Regions from separate parts of the Sus scrofa genome. Here regions 2 and 3 are each linked to region 1. A link is a contact called in public Hi-C data. All regions are on one chromosome and are shown on one strand. Each heading gives the region's core, a stretch centred on a gene start, on an enhancer-like site or on the middle of the called end of the contact. The rest is flanking DNA. Distances are from core to core; before and after follow the strand shown.

Region 1 (2,977 bases), core at 20-2,519:
AAAAAAGAAAAAGAAAAAAGGAAAAAAAAAAAAGAAATGCAGATCTTCTCTCCCCCAAAAATCAGTTAAAAAAAAAAAAAAAAAAAAAAGAGCGCCCCTCAGACCCAACTACCAAATCTCATGGCTTTCTGCCACTCCGGCTGTCAATCACAGGCGAGGTTGTCAACGTGGTGAATGAATGATCATCCGCTCTCTCTTCTTCTGGTCAGAACACCTCAAATGTTAATATTCAAATGCACAAAGCCCTAGCGCTCGCTTCCCTTGAATCACTCCTAATTCCTAATCAGTTTCTCTCTTCTCTCGCTTGCTCTTTCTCTTTCTCTCTCTCTCTCCCTCTTTGCAACTGCTGCACTGGAGGGAGATTAGAGGAGGAGGGTTAAAAAAAAAAATGTCTGTCTGAGTTTGTCTTAAAGGAGCCACGATCGATGCTGCCCGCTTGCAGTCCCCGTGCGTGTGTAAAGTGTGTGTTGCACAGGCGGAGAGGTGGATTCCGACCAGAATGCTAGAACCCGGAAGTAGTGGTGGCCATAACAGGTCGCGTCTTACACAATGCATTGGGCTGCAGCAAGTAGGCTCCTAGGCAGGGGTGGGTGCGCGAAGCGAGCTCTGGCCGCACTGGAGAGGCAGAGAGGCGCTCCATTAAATCGCACGCCCAGGCACAAACACCCACACACCCAGGGCACACGCGCACAAGCGCGGGCAGTAGCCCCCGGCTGCCGGCTTTATTTTCCGTATTCTTTTTTCTCCCTCCCCCTACAGACTCTCTCCCCAAAGCTGACGCTCTTGAAATAAATTGGGAATAAACGCGGGGCAAGCAGTAGCGGGAGTTATTTTGCACAGGACTCCGCACATAGACTTCCTGACTTTCTTCGAAATTATTGGGGTCTGCCAGTGTTTTGCGGGGCAGAGGAGGGCTGATGCAGAGAGTAGTGGATTCTTAGAACCAAACGCCCCAAGTAGAAAAGTCAAACCGGGAGCGAGGATGAGGAGGAGCAGGAGCAAGACTGGGCTCTGCTAAGGAGTCCCGAGAACGTGGGGTGGAGATGACTGGGGCTTTCTGCAGATCCAGCTTCTAGTTGTTCTTGTTGTTGTTTTGCGGTCGGAGGTGGACACTCGGCCCAAAGAAAGGAAATACTTGCATTTTCTCACTTTGGGGATCTGGACGCCCCCATCTCCTGGTCCCGGAGGCCCGCAGCCTCAGCCCCGGCGTTCTGCGCGAAGTGAGAGAGGAAGGGAGGGAACAATGAACCGAGAGCCGGGAATGTGCCCCCAGCGCCTGTTTACAAACACGAAGCTATTTATGATCGCCAGAAAGCGAAACCCGAAGCGGGCTCGGAGCAGCCCAGACCTCGCGGGTGGAGCCGAGGCCAGGGAGACGAGGAGGGAGGCTTTTTCTCCGACTTGCTCTGGGAGAGGCGGCCGTGCGCCCAGGGCGCGGCGCGGCTGGGCTGGCGCGCTCGGCTGGGGCTACGGCCGCGCCGCCTTTGTCTTCGAGGAGCCGAGGGGCTCCGGCCTCGGCCTTGCTCTTGCCCCGGCGACGCCCCGCGCTCTCCTCCCCAGCTCTTCTCCCGCCCGACTCTCCTTTCCAATCCCCCAGACAAGGCTCAGGGAGAACTCCCAGTGCCAAAGAAAAAGAAATTCACTCCGGGGATTGAGATTTCAGACAAAAAGCTGCCCCCTACGCACAACTCAGAGGCTCCAACCAGCCACTAATTTTAACTTTCTTCCTTTAAACACCTATTCTCTGGCTTAAACAAACAAAAAAATTTCCTTTCCTTTATTCTCCCACCCTAAGGCTGCCCTTTATTATTATATTTAGTGGTGCTATTTTCGTTTTTATTTTCCTGCCCTCAGAGCCCTGGTCTGCCGAGAAGGTTCAGTCGCAGCAGCTCGACCAGCGGGCTGGAAACCTCACATCCCCGAGCAGGGCTCGCAGCTCGCTCAGCTTGGAACAGGATTTTTTTTTTTTCCCCCTCCCTCCAGCTGAAACCTCGCAGAAAACTCCCCCTGCGGTCGACTGGAAAATGAGCTCACCCAAATCTCGGTAGGCAGCCGGGGAGGAGGGCTCGGCCAATCAGGAGGCGCTCCCGCCAAGGCGGCCGCGCATTGGCTGCGGGGAAAATCAATTATCAAATAATCGATCAGCAGGGAGCTTCGATCTGCCGGGAATGCAAACTGCCAGTCCTGATTCCCGCCCTGATGGTGGCCAAAAGGCTGACTCCCCCAAAGTAGAGGGCCCCTCACTCCCGGCACCCCTACCCTCATTACACTCCACCAGTTGCCGACCCACCTTCACCCCAAAGGTGGGGGGTAGGGAGGGGGGTTAGGTAAGGGGAAGAGTTTTGAGAAAGATTGGGTGCTCCTATCCGCGAAGGTTGTTTAGAAAAGAATAGGAGCCCTAAAATGTACTGAAGTCAACTCTTAATGCGCAAACCAAAAGATAATTTGCATCGGTCCGACAAATAGGGCTTAAGGTTCTGTTAAGTGAGCTTTTGAGAAACTGGGGACACAGAGCGAGCATCAGAACTTAGATCTGGAATCAGGTTCCACCAAGCGCACGTACTTCCTTAAGTGACAAGTATTGCTTCTTTTAATACTTCGCGGGAGTCAACGCCCACCTCCCCCTAATAGTGGGGTTTTCAAAAAGCCCAGTATCTGAGCCTTGCCAGCCTTCAGCCCCGACACTGTACTCGTCTCATGTGTGCCCAAAGGCACACGTACACCCCAAACCTTCAGATGCTTTTTGCCTTAAAAGAGCTCCGACTGTTTAAAAAACTCATCCTAGAATCCCTCATCATTTGCATGTCTTCTCTCTTCCTTTCTCCCCCACTCCCCAAGTTTTCAGATCTCTTCCTTTTCTCCATCGCATCCAAGTGTTGTTTTCGGGGACAAACGCCCGGATACATCACTCGGGAGGTTAAGGCAGGCCCGCGTGTTAAAGCCGAGGAGATCCAGGTGAATTACCAACTTTATGCCT
Region 2 (2,978 bases), core at 135-2,634, 1.1 Mb before region 1:
TGCTATGTAATATTCCATGGAATGACTATCTCACAATTTATCTTACAAATGATGAGCCTTTAGGATGGAGTTGATATGAATCAAGCTGCTGTGAACATCCTTGTACAAGCCTTTTGGTTGACACATATGCCCATCTAGGTTAGATACACACCCAGGGACAGAACTGCTGGGTCTTAGGATTTATATATTTAATACACACCATCAAACAGTTTTCCAAAGTGGTTGTACCAATTAATGCTCTGACTGAAGATGCATGAGAATTTTAATTTTCTCTCATTGGTTTTATCAGCCATTTTAATTTTAGCTGTTCTGGTGGGAGTATGGTGGCTGGGGGTCTCTTTGTGGTTTTTTGTGAAGGAGTGGGAGGGGTTGTTCCTGATGGTGCTTATCCGATTGTGTTGTTGATTATACAGTTTGGTTTTAAAAGTTTGATGTTCAGGCGTCCTCATTTTCATTCCCTTTTTCCAATACCACATTATTATTATTATTATTTTTCCCCTTGCAATACCCTCAAGAGCAGTATAAAAGCCAAGCAGGCTGATATGACCTCATCAGTTCACTGTCTTTCAGGAATGTGAGATTTCATTTCTTATAGGGTGACCCTATCCAAGATATAAAGGAAAATAGAAAACAGGGCTTAGAACTTGAAAGAGAAAATTTGGGTTAGGCTCTGGCTTAATGCAGTTTCCACTCTTGGAGCCAAAAGCCCTTCTAGTCAATGCACAAAGGGCGTTGCTGGAGCGGGGACAGTTGGTTTCATTACATGCTCATTGTACCACTGCATCAGGGTGTCTAGGACTTTGCCCCAACGATGAAATTAAGGGTGTTATGCTTCATTTCCTGTTTTGGAAAACAGTCTTTGGCTTAAAAAAAAAAAAGGCTAATTGCATATTGTTTTTAAAAAATGCTTTGATAATTCATCACATCATAATTAAACTAATTCGAATACTATTATTTTCCAGCAGCTTTAATGACGTCTTCCCCTTGGCAGAGAACCCGTGAGACCCCCAAATATTGCCATTTGTTACAAGATGGAGAAACTCTGATGACAAATGACTCTATTCAGCTGCATTTCGCTTAATAAGATTTATGCATTAATTGAGTTAGACTTTGTTCCCTTGAGTTCGGCAGACTTCTGAAGTTTTCCGATTTTCTACTGTGTCTCTCCTGCTCCCCACCCCCCTCTTCTCCGCGGAGAATTCTCGGCGTCTGAGTTAGAATAGGTGGAAACATTCTCCGCTTCCAGCGGAGGCTCCCCAGCTTGGTTGGAATGCTTGTCTGGTTGTAATAGAGCCTGCTTTTCGGCCAGCAACTCTTAAAATAGCTCCCTGGCTTATGAAGCAGAAAATAGAAGTTTGGGCAGACCCGTGTTGCCTTTCAGGATGTTTCTGACTGCTTGCTTTGGGGGGCACTGTTGCTCCAGCTTGAGAACCTCAGCGTGGCCCCCGTGAGTGATAGCTCTCCATTGCACAATTTTGTATCTACAGTCCTTGTCAAGTAATCATTACGAATGTTTCGTGAGGAAGGAGTTGGCTCGGAGCAGAGGTCTGGCCTCTCTCTCGGCAGAAGTGAGGGGCTGAAGGGAGGGCATTGGTCTGCCCGCGCCCCGTGGTAAAATTTTCCCCTTTGACAGTGTAATTAAGTGCTAATTAACCAAATGAGTGTAAATGTTGAAGGCTGAGATAAATATCTACATGTCCTTAATCTATTTTTCCCTTCGAAAATTTGATAAAGGAAATTTGGATTTAATGGGGGATATATGTCAAATTTTTTTTCTTTCTTTCTCTCTCTTTTTTTTTTTTTTTTTTTTTTTTAAGGTTGCAAATCTGTTTAGAGGGAACTCAGATCTACTGGTTTGGATTTCTCCAGGAAAAGTTCCCAAGGTATCAAGAGAGAAGCGGGACCATAAAATGCGGATACACTATTGCAATAATTATGTTAAGAAGGCTTAGTGGAGCTACCTTTTGGAAACATCTGGTTTGTTTCTTCTCTTTCCACATCCTGCAGATGCTGCGGAGGCCATGAAACATACCAACATTAGCTCACCAAGTCTTTCTGCTGAAGAAAGCAGAGAGTAGCCTCTTAACTTTTGAAAAAATCTAGTTAGGAAAGAATTCTGCTTTCAGAGCAGGCAGAGATTAGGCCAATAATTGAGAGGGGCCCAGGGCCTTCTAAAAGTGTCAATAGTGATCTGTTTTTGCCAAAGGGAGGCTTTGTGGAGGGGCGGCCAGAGTAATAAATGGGAATCTTTGTAATTCAAGTACGTTCTCATTACCTTCCTTGGTTAGTGATTAAAAATGGGGCTGAGGAAGGGCTGGGGAATCCACTCCCTCTGCCAGCCCGCCTTGGAGCGAAAGGTTCTTAAGCCCATGCCACTTGGCTTCTCCTCCTGGCCTCTGGAGTTCCATGTGAAACTCAGTGGCAGGTAGACTGCTCGAGTGGCCAAGGCAGGCGCCCTGGGAAGGGGGATGCATAATTGAGGGACCATCTGTGGCATGGGGCTGATGACAGCTGCGTGATGTCCTGACACTGCTGTGTCAACACCCTGGGCAGGCAGGAAAAGACAGGGGCAGGCACATGTATGCTGAGCCTCTGGGAGAACAGACGCAGGCATCCCTGAGGGGGAGGGCCTGGGGAGTTTTGAGTTTATTAAATAGGAGTTGGTTGCCTATGAGATTAACACCCTGAAATAAATGCAAAGTTAAGAAATATTTTGGCCTCCAGCCCACTTGGCAGGAGGATTAGGAACCTGGAATGGTCAGAAGGACAAAGCCTTAAAGGGCCAATGTCACATTTTGTTTCTGGCCAGCTGTGATCTCTAAATTTCCCTATCATTTACATCACTCTTTTGGGTTACGGCATCACGTGATGTGTTCAGAAGACCCACCCACCCCATTAAAATGTGTAACAGATGTTTTTCCAGCCACCAGCCTGGCAGACAAGAAGGATGCATTCATCTAAACCCATCTATGAGAACC
Region 3 (2,807 bases), core at 24-2,523, 1.1 Mb before region 1:
TAATGGCTTGCTTCTTTCTCTCTAGTTTTACCCTTTCAAACTTCCCTTCTGAACCATCAGAGACCTTCTTCCCATCATATTTCTTTTTCTCCCTTTCCCTGGATGTTTCCTAAGCAGCCCTATTTTACAGATCCTTTCTTCATTTCCCACAGCTTAGTTGACTCTTCCATCTTTTTTTTTGGTCTTGGGCTGCACCTGTGCCATATGGAAGTTCCCAGGCTAGGGGGTCGAATCAGGGCTGCAGGTGCCAGCCTATGCCACAGCCACAACAATGCTGTATCCAAGCCACAACTGTGACCTATGCCACAGCTTGTGGTGACACCGGATCCTTAACTCACTGTTGGAGACCAGGGATCGAACCCGCATACTCATGGACACTATGTCAGGTTCTTAACCTACTGAGCCACAACGGGAACTCCCCCCTTCATCTTATTTAATCAGTTCTCTGTTCCCATAAAGATGGCATTATTATCCCCTTTTGAGAAGTCTGAGCCTGAGAGAGCTTATGTGATTTAACCAAAGTCACAGAACTGTTAACAGGTAGAAGTAAAGTCTCATTGGGTGATTTTTTTCCTGTTTCCAACCCATTTTTCTTCCCCATTCAGGTAAATGCTTTTCGTCTTTGTTCCATCACATCCCCTGAGAAGTGAACCCACGATTTCCCTCTCATCCCTCCCCTTCCCCCTCTGTTCCTCTCTCCTCTTTCCTTCTTTCTTTGAGCCTTCTTACTTTTGCAGCTGTTTTCCAAAAGCATTTAAGGTGGCTTGCAAAGATGTTTACAATACAGTGAAATTAAAGAAAGAAATTTAAAAGTGAGACAGGAAGAGAGTTGGAGTAGAAAATATGATATGAATGAGGGAGTTCCCATTGTGGTTCAGCAGATTAGTATCCAGGAGGTTGCAGGTTCAATCCCTGGTCTTGCTCAGTGGGTTAAAGATCTGGCATTGCCGTGAACTGTGATGTAGGTTGCAAATGCGGCTTGGATCTGGCACTGCTGCGTCTGTGGTGTTGGCCAGCGGCTACAGCTCTGATTCAACCCCTAGGCTGGGAACTTCCATATGCCATGGCTTCGGCCCTAAAATGCAAAAAAAGCAACAACGTGACATGAATGAGAAGTGAAGTTAGGACCCAACCTCAGCCGTGAGTCAAATTCCCAGAGACACCCTGCTCTTCTTGGTGTGAACCTTCTCCCTGGAAGCACATCAGGGGAGACTTCCTGGAGCCCAAGCGTCAAAAGGCGCTGTGCTCACTTAGTCAACAGATTGTTGGTGCCACAGCTAAAGGCCGGGGTGAGAACAGCTGGCCTTGGGAGAGTGTCCAAATGCCAGCCATTTTATTACTGCCACTAGCCCTGACTGACAACTGCTTTTTAAAGGGAAAATGCCAGTCATGAGGAAGGGCTTGGGTGTCACCCCTCATCTGCATTTAGGCCTTGTCACATGGTCACCCAGGAATGGCTCCTGGATCACCCCCAATGGCTGTCCTGTCGCCTCTGCAGGACTGCTCTTGCCTTTCCCTTCTAGTTTTGCAAAAGTTCTGTGTGAAGAGTCCAGAGACCCATGTCCCTTCAGGCTCTGGGCTGGAGGCCAGTTTTGCCCTCTGAGAATTTCTAAGTCTTGGGGACCTTCCAATTTCTCGATGGCTGGTTCTACTATTGATCTTGATTTCTTTAAACATTTCTTCTTCTTCCTTCTGGAAATTTATGCCTGTTCCTCACATCTGCCTTGTCCTCTGTGAACACTCAGGCAGAGAATTCATTTAATTATTATTTTTTTCGCCTCTGCTGGCTGTAAATTTCTCTTGCCATTTCTCTGACCTCTTGTTCCTTACAGACTTCAAAATGTCTTTGTTTCAACCTCATGTAATTTATCTTGCATTCATTCTGCACCTTTGCTTGTTTTATCCTTTTTAACGCTGCCTTGATTTTCCTCTGTAATAGTCAAGGACCTCCTCCACCTGTTTATAGCTTGCCTAAATGCCCCTTCTTTGCCTTTGAATTATCTCCTTGACACCAACTTCCTCTTCCCTCATCTCCTCCCTCTCCCTTGCCTGAGTATTATTACTGTGCATTGCCTGTTGGTTGGTGATCGCTTACATTGCTTTTCCACTTGTTCGTCTCCCTTCCATCCTATTGCTTTATCCCACTATCACTGTTACCATCACTTTTCAGCCACCTAAGACTCTTCTGACTTGAGACGACTTGCTGCTGCCTCTACTGCCTGCTCAGGATGATGCAGAAATCCAGCCCACCCATCTCTTCTTTCTTTCTTCTTGCAATAAACAGCCACGTTAATTCAAGTTCCTATGCATCGTATAAGAAATCACTCTCCAACCATATGGGATAACTTATGGCTGCAAATAAAAATTCCCCGATGTTTTGCTCCTCACAAGTTTTCACTTCCCCAGCACAGCTTGGGAAGTCCAAGATGTTAAAATCCCTAGGGAGTGCATATTTTCACGAAAATTCAGTTTCTACTTCTAGAATGTTTTTTCCACTCAGAGAGATTTAACTTTGCAGTAACATTACAGAGTGTCACAACTTTTCTCTTCTAGCCTGACTTCCACCTCTACCTGGGCTTCCTCTTTTTTTGTCTTTTCGGAGCCAAGCCGTGGCATACAGAGGTTCTCAGGCTAGGAGTCCAATCAGAGCTGAGTTCCCTGCCTTCCGCCACAGCCACAGCCATGCGGGATCTGAGGTGCATTGGTGACACACACCGCAGCTTATGGCAACGCTGGATCTGGGCTTCTTTTTTTTTAAAAGAAGACAATTTTGCATTGTTGACTAAATTTGTTGTCTTCAATTCATG

What was found. A called contact is a pair of places that touch in the nucleus more often than the background predicts.
Region 2: a contact with region 1 is called in a Hi-C map of embryonic fibroblasts, with 7 times the contacts expected there. The contact joins the enhancer-like site here to the promoter of MEIS1 in region 1. A contact is called at or near these places in 12 of 47 Hi-C or Micro-C datasets (alveolar macrophages, embryonic fibroblasts, epiblast stem cells and 7 more) and 1 of 2 datasets of contacts at active chromatin or transcription factors (skeletal muscle).
Region 3: a contact with region 1 is called in a Hi-C map of skeletal muscle, with 5 times the contacts expected there. The contact joins the enhancer-like site here to the promoter of MEIS1 in region 1. A contact is called at or near these places in 7 of 47 Hi-C or Micro-C datasets (alveolar macrophages, embryonic fibroblasts, fibroblasts and 3 more) and 1 of 2 datasets of contacts at active chromatin or transcription factors (skeletal muscle).

Annotation. Positions count from the first base shown.
Region 1 is chr3:75,624,586-75,627,562 of Sscrofa11.1, forward strand. MEIS1 (homeobox protein Meis1) reads right to left here and starts at 1,270. Exons shown (of 12, transcript XM_013996097.2): 1 at 1,140-1,270. It overlaps LOC106509799 (a long non-coding RNA gene), which reads left to right and starts at 1,834. Exons shown (of 5, transcript XR_002342631.1): 1 at 1,834-2,977.
Region 2 is chr3:74,509,252-74,512,229 of Sscrofa11.1, forward strand. No RefSeq gene overlaps it. Among named protein-coding and RNA genes, the nearest start is that of ETAA1, 230 kb to the right of the region's middle. Within about 2 kb of position 1,385, at least 26 of the 83 cell types and tissues checked have an H3K27ac peak or open chromatin away from gene starts, as enhancers often do. A contact at or near this core is called in embryonic fibroblasts, mesenteric adipose tissue, omental adipose tissue and 1 more, where this site is marked.
Region 3 is chr3:74,490,283-74,493,089 of Sscrofa11.1, forward strand. No RefSeq gene overlaps it. Among named protein-coding and RNA genes, the nearest start is that of ETAA1, 250 kb to the right of the region's middle. Within about 2 kb of position 1,274, at least 1 of the 83 cell types and tissues checked has an H3K27ac peak or open chromatin away from gene starts, as enhancers often do. A contact at or near this core is called in skeletal muscle, where this site is marked.